Linked DNA regions of Sus scrofa: all the other regions are linked to region 3. A link is a contact called in public HiChIP or PLAC-seq data. All regions are on one chromosome and are shown on one strand. Each heading gives the region's core, a stretch centred on a gene start, on an enhancer-like site or on the middle of the called end of the contact. The rest is flanking DNA. Distances are from core to core; before and after follow the strand shown. Region 1 has its middle 75 kb from the start of EGFR. Region 2 has its middle 55 kb from the start of SEC61G. Region 3 overlaps EGFR (epidermal growth factor receptor).

The links. HiChIP or PLAC-seq counts read pairs in DNA pulled down with a chosen protein or histone mark.
Region 1: an H3K27ac HiChIP or PLAC-seq map of skeletal muscle shows a contact between it and region 3. The contact joins two enhancer-like sites. A contact is called at or near these places in 1 of 47 Hi-C or Micro-C datasets (omental adipose tissue) and 1 of 2 datasets of contacts at active chromatin or transcription factors (skeletal muscle).
Region 2: an H3K27ac HiChIP or PLAC-seq map of skeletal muscle shows a contact between it and region 3. The contact joins two enhancer-like sites. A contact is called at or near these places in 1 of 47 Hi-C or Micro-C datasets (epiblast stem cells) and 1 of 2 datasets of contacts at active chromatin or transcription factors (skeletal muscle).

Annotation. Positions count from the first base shown.
Region 1 is chr9:139,225,133-139,228,729 of Sscrofa11.1, forward strand. No RefSeq gene overlaps it. Among named protein-coding and RNA genes, the nearest start is that of EGFR, 75 kb to the right of the region's middle. Within about 2 kb of position 1,934, at least 5 of the 83 cell types and tissues checked have an H3K27ac peak or open chromatin away from gene starts, as enhancers often do. A contact at or near this core is called in skeletal muscle, where this site is marked.
Region 2 is chr9:139,188,944-139,192,745 of Sscrofa11.1, forward strand. No RefSeq gene overlaps it. Among named protein-coding and RNA genes, the nearest start is that of SEC61G, 55 kb to the left of the region's middle. Within about 2 kb of position 1,253, at least 30 of the 83 cell types and tissues checked have an H3K27ac peak or open chromatin away from gene starts, as enhancers often do. A contact at or near this core is called in skeletal muscle, where this site is marked.
Region 3 is chr9:139,381,269-139,385,001 of Sscrofa11.1, forward strand. The region is part of intron 1 of EGFR (epidermal growth factor receptor); the gene reads left to right. Among named protein-coding and RNA genes, the nearest start is that of EGFR, 81 kb to the left of the region's middle. Within about 2 kb of position 2,078, at least 16 of the 83 cell types and tissues checked have an H3K27ac peak or open chromatin away from gene starts, as enhancers often do. A contact at or near this core is called in skeletal muscle, where this site is marked.

The sequences.
Region 1 (3,597 bases), core at 684-3,183, 160 kb before region 3:
TTGCTCTTAGTGGATGAGTTGGTCCAAACCGCGTACCCATCCAGCGCCCACAAATGGCCAACTTCTGAACAAAGGTCAGGAACCAATAAACCACAACATAAAATAAGCTACAAATGGTTAGTACGCATTTGAAAGGTATCAGCTTCCTAATTATGAAAACCTTTTAATTAAAATGAGGTGATTTCAAATGTTAGTTTTCAGAGCGGAAATAAACAGAGGTTAGCGGATGCCCTCGGAAACTGCTAGTGAGCGTCAAGCAGAAATTTTCTGAAAAGAATTTTGGCAATATTGACAAGAATGCTGTTATTTTTCATACTTACTGACACGGTAATTCCACTTCTGAGGAACTTATATAATCTAAAATGTGGACAGGTATTTAAGCCAAACAAATCCAACCCAGGGTTATTTTTAATAAAGAAAACATTAAAAACCTCTCTATAATACAGTCATAGACAATTAAAGCATAATATATCAATGAAATGGAAAGCAACTTTAAAATATTACATTTAATTTAATTTCCCTCTGCCAGGGGAAAACACCTTTAAATAACACAAAGTCAAAGCAAAATTTAAACTATGTACAGTATGAATTCAATTACCCTAAAAAAATGCAAGGGGAAAACTCTAGAAAAAATATTCCAGATGTTAAATAAAATTGTTTCCTGGATGTGGAGGTATAGATATTTTCTTCTCTGCATTTCTATAGCTTCACCTGCTTCCCAAGTTTTCTACTGAGTGGACCATTCTCTTATAATCAGAAATTCACTTTCCTGTAACCCTGAAGCTAATACAACATTGTAAATCAACTATACCCCAATAAAAATTTTAAAAAATAATCAAAGGGATATAAAAGGAAGAAAAATAAACCACATTGAAAACATAAAAAAAAATAAATAACCAGGAAAAAAAAGAGAATATAGTTTTTTTTTTTTTAGGGCTGCACCTGTGACATATGGAAGTTCCCAGGTTAAGGGTAGAATCGGAGCTGCAGCTGCCAGTCTACACTACAGCCACAGCAAAGCCGGATCCCTGACCCAATGATCGAGGCCAGGGGTCGAATCTGCATCCTCATGGATACTAGTCAGATTCACTTCTGCTGCGCCACAACAAGAACTCCCGAGAGTATAGCTTTTACATTAGAATTAATAAGAGCAAATTATTTATCCAGAACAAGTAGAGCATGTTGGTTAGTTTAATTTTCAGACAATTAAATATTTATCACATGCTATGTACTCCAAATAGAGTGCCTGAAGGAATACATAGCAAACCTGATATCAAAACGACACAAACAGAAATCAGCTTTTCTCTTATGATTCATAAGGGACTTCAGCGGTTAACACCTTTTGAGGGTCATCTTACAAAACCGGGAGTGTCATTCCATCAGACCGCCTTAATCTCTTAACCGTCTCTTGTTTCTGTGAGCAGGTGCTGGCTTGTTCATTACGCTGCCAGCACTAAACACCTGATGTTTTCATTAATTTTCAGCATACTTCACTTACGGTAAACTTTTACTTTATGTGCTTTACAAACGTGCCATCGAATGGCAGAGGAGCACTGGAGTTTGGCCAAAGTCCGCATCAAACTTCAGAGCTGGGCTTGACCCCGAGTCCGGTCCCTCCCCAGGCCGGCCCTCTGTCTCCCAGCACATTGCGCTGGAAACACTGGGGACCGGTAATTATTTGTTGGTTTAATATAATTTGTTTAGTCACTGGACGACGACTGATTTGCATTTTCTCTCTTTTCGTATTGATCTGTAACCCACTCTGTCTTCTACCTAATGGGCATTTGGGCACCAACTGGCCAGTGTTGCTTTCCTGTCCTTTCAGGCAGGATTTTGCCCCCCGGGTTCTCTGGCAGCCGCCTCTGTCACTATGGTGTTCCCGCATCAGCTCCCACACGACAGCACCAGCAGCTGTGCCCTGTCCTTGCCCGGCTCAGCGGGGAGCCCAGTGCCCCGTCCCTCCCCCGGCGGGAGCCCTCGTCTGAAGACGGACAGCCTGGCCGCGCTCCGAGCCAGGAATGCCCTGGACTCAGCCCTGGACTTGGCTTCTTCCTTAACTCAGAGAAACAAAACCCTCATCAGCACGCACGGGTGTAGCAGCTCCTGAATCAGGGCACATCTCAGCAGAATTTAGGGTCTTTCCAGGCACAGGCGAGGGGACCTCACTGCGCTGACAACCCAGGGACCCGTCCTAGAGTCCATCTGATCACTATAACATGAATGCGGCATGGCAGTATTGGGGGAATATATAAATGTGAGCTTATGATGTACCGTTAAATTTAAAACTAAGATGTCAAAACACATGCAAACTCAAGACCACTGAAGGAAAATGTTCCTATGCCGGTGAAGGTAAAACATACACCAACAGCTTCCACAGAGGCTGGATATTTTGAAAGTGGCAGGTAGGTGGTTTCATATGACATGGAAGCTGAAGGTAATTTTAAAATATATATGATAACATTTTATCAAATTGCAGTGGGCTCTCTATAACAAGAAAGAATAGGTCATTCAAGGCAATAAATGGGATGATAAGAAAAATCCTCACTCTGTTGCACTAAGTACAAAATCATATTTGCAAGGAAAAGTACCTTTACATTTGTTTCTTAGACAAGCACAAACTGTGTCCTTTAAAGTACACCCTGAAAGACGCTGTAATGCCAGACAGTGAGTGTCCCCTGGCGGGGCCCCTCCCATCCAGCCACTGCCTCAGCCCACAGAGGACCCCACACTCACCGAATATACTAGGTCCTCGCCGAAGCCTGGCGCTCTCGTTGCCTGGCCACTACTTTCCTTTATTACCTAACAAACGCGATCCACCTTTCAGCTAGACGTGCACATATAATAACAGGGAAAGGAAAGGGAAACATCAATATTCCTTTACAGAGTGTTTGGCATCTGCTGGGCACCGTCCTGTGAGCTTTGCAGACATCCTTCCGTTTAACCTCACGACAACCCCGTAAAGGAGACCCTGTTATCCTTCCTGCACAGACGACGACCCGAGGACATGATGCCGTGGCCTCTGGCTCAAAGCCACACAGCAGGTTGGATCCACCCCTCGACGGGACCATGGCTCCCTCTCCCTCCCCCTTCTCCCTCCACGCACCTCAACATCGGATATAGACACACACACACAAGCACACACATGCACGCTCATGCACATGCACACATTGCTTTTTATGTAAATGTGCTTCTGTTACTTACTGTTTCTATTATTTTGAAGCTTTTCTTTTTTATCCTCTTCTTTTGCCTACCTAGGAGATAATATCTGAGCCTAGAAGAACCCCGACTTTATTCAGCCAGCCGCACGAATCCCTGCATCCCCGCAGATGCTGCAGGGACTGAGGCTTGAGCCTGCCTTATCTGCTGTCTTGACCTGAGTGTGTCAGTCACGCAAGGGGAAAAACAGGTTCTGTGGTCCAGGGGAGGGTCTACCTCTCCCCACACTGGACAGTCCATCCAACAATCAAAAAAGAAACCAGCTTTAAGGCGAAGCAAATCCTGTGAACAGCAGAACAGAGCCATGAAAAGAACCTGTCATTGACGACAGCATTGAGCACTGAGTCAACCAGCTCGGGCTTGGCTTCTGAACTCCCAGCT
Region 2 (3,802 bases), core at 3-2,502, 190 kb before region 3:
ATTGTACTACTAACAAATAATTATTATAACAAAGATTAATGTACTACGTGATTTTCTTTCAAATAGAGCTTCTAACATTTTGTTGCTTTGACAGCCAGGCGGATAGGAAAACTAAAAATGGACTCTAACCCCTTTATCCCATTCCTTTCATTCTTCTCTGGAGGAAACAGTCTTGCATCAAGGGTGAGAGTTGAGCTGCCAGCGGTTGCGAGCAGGGGTCTTTCCATGACGCACCAGCTGTGGGAGCCAACCCTCGCCCTTTTGCCTTCAAACGATCTGTAATATAATTGTACGAAGCACTGACGGTTCTTTGAAAAACACATTTGAGAAAACCCAAATTCAAAGCAGTAGATTTGTTTCTTAGTTGTTACCAAAAACGCAAACCAAAGAAACAAAGGTAAAAAGCGCCATTCAATCTCCATTAGAATGTAGCCATGAAGACAAATAGGAAAAGGGCTGCTTTATCGTTGAAAATTAAGGATATGAGTCAACATAGACCAAAAATTGGAGGCCATTTTACTAAAGAGGTCACCGCTTGGACCAGATTTGAAAACGCAGTAAGTGGACCGCAAGCCGCAAGTGCTGTTCGCCCTGAGCCAGAGCAGTGCCTGGCCGTCCAGGCGCCAGAGCAGCCCAGGCTGAGCTGGGAGCCAGGCCCGGGAGCCAGGCTGGCGCACGAATGTCACAGGCTCCCGTCCCCCGCCGTCCATACAAAGGGGGGAACCTGTGAAAAGAGCAACGTGTGTGAAGCGCTTTTAAAACCGCAGGAGCTGAAGCTGAACGCGGAGCAGGTCTGCGGAGCGGGTCTGCGGAGCGCCCCGCGTCTGGGCTGGGCTCGCCCGGCAGGCGGGGGCGGCAGGAGAGCCGGGCACGGCCGCCCTGCGGCTGCCTTCGCCTTGCGCTTCGGGGCCGAGCACGGACAAGGGCGGGCAGAGGAGCTTGGAAGCCCGGACCCACCCCGCCTGCTGCCTCGCGAACCCCCAGGGCCGCGCCTCCGCGGCTGCTCTGCTCAGCCCGAGGGGACCTGCCTGCAGGCCTCACGGCCCCTCTCCGGCTGCTCCGCAGCAGCAGGGCCCCGCGGAGACCTGGCGTGCTGGCTGCTAAAACTGAACAAAACAAACAAAGGTCTGGAGGAGTCTCTTCGTTCTAGGAGAAACACACCGGAATAATCACCACGCATGTCTAGACCAGACTGGCACCTCTAGCAGCTTCCTTCCCGCCCGGCCGGCGCTGCCAGCCCTCCCTGAGGACTCGCTGTTGACAAACTCTCTGCCTCCGAGCACCTCCCCAGGCCCTGCCGCCCACTTTCTGTTGCTCTTCCATCTGGTTTCTCTGGTGTCTGTCCCAGAGCCTCGGCCCCAGATGCTCCCCCTTCCTCAGCCAAGGCGCGGGCGCTCCGTGGCGTCATTTGACGTCTCCCTTGTCCCTTCCCAGCTGCCGCCTCTGGCTTCACGCGCTGCCCCTGGGAACAAGGGACCGTCCTCGGGGCGCGCGATTTTCAGACTCCTGCCTGCGCTCGGCGGGAGGCGGGGGCTCCTGACCCCGTTCCTGGGAGGCAGGATAACACAGAGCAAGGCCGTAAAGATGGATGTGCCACCCTAGAGAGGGCAGACCAGGTCTCCGGGCTTGAATGGAAAACTTGCCCTAAAATAGATTTACTGCAGGAAACAAGAATATTTTCAAATACATTTGTTCCAAACTCTTAAAAAAGAGAAACTTGAGCTGAGGCAAGAAGAGACTGCCTGGAAAGCAAAATCACAAGAGCCAAACCAAAGTGTTTGTTGGAGAAAGAAGAGCAAATCTGATACTGCACATTGTCCTGCTGTTGATATGGCAGGAGATGTGGGGAGCAGTCCCAGGACCCGAAGTGAAGGAATGAACTGATGACCAGGGGTCAGAGAGGGAGGTCACAAAACCCAACTGTGCATACCGTCTCCGCGCAGGACAAAGCCGCACAAAAGGAACAGAATGAATAATTCAAGGGCAAATAAAGAGAAGAAATTAATGTGTACCCAACCCTTCAAAGAAACCTGAGCCTGAAGATTTCAAAAGCAAACTCACCCGTTCATTATGCAGGGATGAGAGGCTCCTTTTCCCATCCCTCCCCCTCCTCCTCCCACAGGCTTCCCCCCAATACCACTGGCAAACTCAGTGACAAAGCTGAGTCCATGAAGCAATATCCTGATTTTTTGAACTGTTGCATTTCTCTCCTCTAAGCTCCCAAAGGCGTGTGATCGTGTTCCTCCAGGACCGACTGTAACGGAGAGCGTTTCCTGCGTTAGTCCAGGTCCTCTAAGAAGCAGTTGCTGGGAAGGGAAGAAGCAAAGCACCTGCACAAAAGCTGGGGGGGCAGAGTGGGCAGCATGATGCAAGTCTTACTCGAGTGAAGGAGTAGGGGAGGGGTTGCAAGCACCCCCGGAATGCTGGCCGTACTTGCAAGCTTTGTAAGGCTGCAGGGAGGCCCTGCAGCCAAGGCTAGCCAGGAAAGGGTCCAGCATCTCCCGGGAATGCCTGCATTAAGTCATGGGCTGGGAGGGGTGCCTGGGGACCTGCACTGGGTAAACTCGGCAGGAAATTTCAGAGCATGGCTGCTAAGGAAATTGGGTCAATGACCTGCTCTGTAGTTGGTCTGTCCGATAGAGTCTCATGGCCACCGCAGGGCTCAGTGTGTACGAATTCAACAATCAATTATCAAGCAACGAAGCACCAAAGGCCCTACTCGGCTTGCAAAAAAAGACACTTGTTCCAAACACAAAAATGGTAAAGACTGTGTCCTTAGCTGTACTGAGTTCAAAATCTAATGAGAAGACAAACCTGGAACTATGCAGTTACCACAGAAGAAGCAAGCATGAGTGTGGTCCCAGTTCCCCAGCACTACAGGAATGCAGCGGTGAGCTCTTGCCACCCGCCTCTCCATGGAATAAGTCATGAGACCCTGCAGCTGCTGACCCGCAGCAGCCTCTGAGCAGAGCTCAGGGTGAAAATCAGGAGGGAGGACTCTGGGAAAACTGGAAGAACAGGTCTTCAGGTAGACAGATATTCTTGGGAGAAGATATTATGTGCCCAATTCTTGCATCTCCTCATATTTAGAAAAACACTAAAATCCTTCATGGTGACATCTGCTCCTTGTGACTGGTAGTGACCTTCAGGAGACCAGCCACAGACTTCTGTAAAATGTGTGCCTGGCTGCCTGCCCCCCCCATCATATCCTGACATTAAAGCAGGTGGACAGTTAGAAGTGAGCAGGGAAGGGGGGCCTGGGGCCAGAGGGCAGGAAACCACATATGAAGCAAACAGCAGGATCCATGGGTGAACTCCCAGGCTGATAAGAAACCACAGCTTCTGGGGGGCTGAGTGCCCTGGGAGCAGACAAAGAGAGGTGGGAAAGGGCGCACATCACCTGTTACCCAGGATGCCCTCATTGTAATAAAATTATAATAAAATTAGCTACGCAGATAAGAATACCTATCATGCAGTGACTCCATGACATGTCCGATAAAACTGAATAGGGACAAAAATCCCTCCTCCCTTTGGGAAGGTGAAGCTGAGGTAAAAATTGAGGAATAGGACCCCAAGCCCCATCTTCCTGGTTAATATCCCACCCAGATAATGAGATGCCCCATAAAACCGGTGCCAAAAAACTCAGGGCAGCTGCTCGCCTCTCTGCCAGCTTCTCCTTCGGGGGCGTATATCTCACTTAAATCAATCCTCAGGGTTTGTTTTGTTTAGTTTTTTCAATTTTCTGTCTCGTTTCCGAATTCTTTCTGCGATGAGAAAAGAACCTCTGGGAACACTGCTATCC
Region 3 (3,733 bases), core at 828-3,327:
CTAAAAAGAAAAGAAAAGGATCCGGAAGTCTGAGTACCCTATGAGGACCCTCGGTTTTGTCTGTCTTCCGCTGTTTGCTCATCTGTAGTCCCAATTTTGCATCAAAGAACGTGTTCCTCCAACACTAAACAAACGAAATAATTAAATTACTTGAAACAAACACAGGTACACCTGGCCCTGTGTGCGATGGCAAGCTGTCATCTCTTTGTGATTGGAAGCTTCGGTTTTCTCACTTGATAAAAGGGTCAGGAAGTACTGAAATAACCTCTGACCACAGGAACCCAGGAAGAGTTCGTGGACGGCTGTCTCGCTGAGTCTTCTGACTCCTGGGCCATGTGGCGGCCGCCAGAACCCTGGTCTCTGCAGGAGGCACGGGGAGGGAGCCTGTGTGGCCTCCCAGAGGTCACTTTAGGGACTCTCGACTGCTCTGCTCACACGCGCACATGTCGCCTTGTCCACATCCCTCTGCTGAGTTACTCTCTGGAATTCAGCTGCTGGCAACCCCGTGCCCAGAACGCTGTGAAGACTGGGCTTGCTCTTCCCCACGTCTCATCAATTACATGGGCCTTTCAGATGATTTAACAGGTGGCCGTCCCGGGGTAGCGTGACCCCATCTGACTCCTTTGGTTTTAGACTGTGGAGTGGGTGATTTTTTTTTTTTTTTTAAGTGCTACATTCTTTTAGGAATCAGCAGCCCCCATCTGGCCTTCAGCGTCGGACATCAGCGTGATGGTACAAACCTTGAAAGTCAGGGCAGTGCCCCTCACTGTGAAAAGACAAAGTCGTTGCTTCAAAGAGCTGAGCAGGACACTGGGTCCCAGAGGCACAGGACAAATTCAGGCGCCAGGTAGAAAAAAAGAGTCTTTTGCACTTAGCAGCCTGGAGAGCTGCTGTCAAAGCCACTCTCTTGGGCCAGGGGTGTCCGGGTGTCACCAGCTGTGCCTCTCCTGAGACTCGGGGCAGCCTCAGGAGGCTGTGCCTGCGCTGAGGTGCGGCTGGGGGGAGGCGCCCTCTGCTGACAATCATGTTCCCCCTCCCAGGATCCCCTGTGAGAAAGCACGATTTCACAGTCCTCCCAGGGTCTTCTGCCAACTTCTGTGAACAGATGTGGAATTAAAAAAAAAAGTAAAACAAAGAGGAAGGAGCTCCATTTTCAACTGTATAACTAGAACATTTCTGATAGAAGAAAATAGGCTAATGACTTTTTAAAAAAAAAAAATCTCAGAGATGAAATCAGTGTATTAAGTGTGCCAGGGTTTACAGATATGGGCAGACATCATTTTATTGCACTTTGCTTTATTGAGCTTCAAAGATACTGTTTTGTTTTTGGTTTTCCTTTTCCTTTTTTTTTTTTTTTTTACACAGATTGAAGGTTTGTGGTAACCCTGTGTTGTCAGCTGATGTTTTGGCAATACACTATTTTTTTTTAAATTAAGGCTTGAACATTTTTAGACATAGGCAGTTGCACACTCACTAGACTGCAGTATAGTGTAAACATAGCCGGTGTGGGGACTGGGAAAGCAGAGCCTCGTGTGACTTGCTTTGCTGCCGTATTCGCTTTTGTCTGTGGTCTGGAAAGCGCGGTGTCTCAGGGCCCACCTGTGTGACAAGGTGGGCTGCATCTTGTGGTTTTAATCTTTTCTTTCTAAAATTTTCTAAGAGACGCTGAGTCTAGGAGCACTGGCTGCAGTCCAGCTTTGTCAGAAAGAGGTCAGCTTTCATTGAGAACTTGGTGGCCAGTGTGCGCTGTCCGCCAGCCCCGCAGCATGTCCACAGCCTCCCCGGAGCGGCTTGCACCTTGAGCACCTGCTCATGCTCCTTGAGAAGGGGAAGCACTAGAAGCTCCCGAGCCTTCCTCTGAGCGGCAGTTTGCTCACATAAGCATATGCCAAGTGCTTGGCGAGGGCACAGCGCCCGTGCGGCTCTGGTCGCAGCTGTGCCTCCCTCCCGTCCTCCTGGACCGGGATGTGCGTCAACAGTGGTGCGCATGGCATCCCGAACGCATCCGCCCTGCCAGGCCCTCCGGCTTCGGTGGGCGGGCCCCCAAGAGACCCGTGCCTGCAGCCCCCGCCCCCCAGCTGTCTGCTTTCTAAGCTGTCACAGCGCCAGCACAGCTGTGCCCCGCGGTGACCCCACTCGCTGCCTTAGAGCGCCAGGCCCTGGACCGAGGCTCCGCGTCCTCCGGGTCCTGAGCTCGCGGGACTCGCGGCCGGAAGCAGCAGCCGAGCCGCCCGGGCCTCGGTCGGTCGGGGCAGGGCTGGTGGAGCCCGGACATCCGTCTGAACTCTTCCAACTCCAGGAATCTCACCTTGACCGGAGATGGTCTGTGTTCCATGTTTTCAGCAGCCGCAGTAGCTTGAAAGCCTTGGTCTTGAGCGCATGACCTGTGTGGCGCCCTACCTCTGTCCTCTGGGCGGCGACACCTCGGAGGAGGATTGTCTTTGTCGTGCCCCGCCCCCTAGAGTTAAAGTCAGCTGAGCATCCTCTTCCCGAGGCTGAGCAGCCCCCTCTTTAGAACCAGCCCATGGCTCTCCTCACACCTCGTCCCTCTGTCATTTGTCCAAGGGACGGGTGTTCCCGGGCAGCCCACTAGAAGTGCTGACCACTCCCAGCAGCTCACTCCCGAGGTCACCAGGCTTAGGATCCTAAGTAGAAGCACGTGCCATTCGTCCCTGTGAGGAGTTCCCTGGTGGCACCATGGCTTAAAGACCTGGCATCTCTGCAGTGGCTCGGGTCACGGCTGTGGCAAGGGTTCAATCCCTGGTCTGGGAACTTCTGCATGCCACAGGCAGAGTAAAAACAAACAAACAAACAACAAAAAGATTAGCACTGCTAGCGCCACGTCTTCATTCTAGCTTCTTGAGGATGCCTGTGATCCGATTCTGCCAGCCAGCACACTTCACCTTGTCTCTCGGGTGCTTTCTGTGGCCTTGCTTCCGGAATTGTGGCACAAAGGTTGAACAAGGCTGAGTCGTTTGTGGTTGATGCCACTGCCCTCATCTGCTTAGAAATCAATACTCTGTCAACAGGCTCTGTTTACTCTATGGGGATTCGTGAAATCCTATCGGCTACCACATCTTTACTAACTGATGTTATGGTTTAATTAACTAGAGGCCTCATTGCGGTTCATAATTGTAATATACCTTAAAATATCTCTACTTTCCTAATGCTCTCTGGTGCATTTTTGTAAAGATAACCTTGCAAAATTAACCATGCATGAACCTGAAGTGTCACATTAAGAGATGGAGGTAACAGCTAGCAGTTTTCACTTGAAGCTCAATCTCAGGAAAAAATGTTTATATAGACAGAGCTATGCAGGTGGAGTGCTTTGGGAAGGATGAGGTGCCAGTGTCCAGATCCGAGCAAGGAATATAGCTAAGGAAATGTAGACATCAGACGACGCTCTTCCAAACAGAAGAATCTGTAGAATGATGTCCCGCAGAAACCCCTGAATATCCTGGGACCTGTCTCTTCTCTTTGCATCTCAGTGTATAATTGAGCCTAAATGTGCCAAACATGCTGGCGGTTATTTGTACGGACTCTGTCATCTCTGCAGGAATAAAGGCACTGTATGGGAAGTTCACGGGTTTTAATTTGTGAAAATTGTTTTCTCCTGAATGATATGGTTTCTAAAAATGTATTACTTGCACCCACTGTTTTAATGTTTCCAGGCCAGAGAGTAGACGTGCCTGTGCTCATATTAAAAACAGCAGTATTACTCTCTGCCAGAATC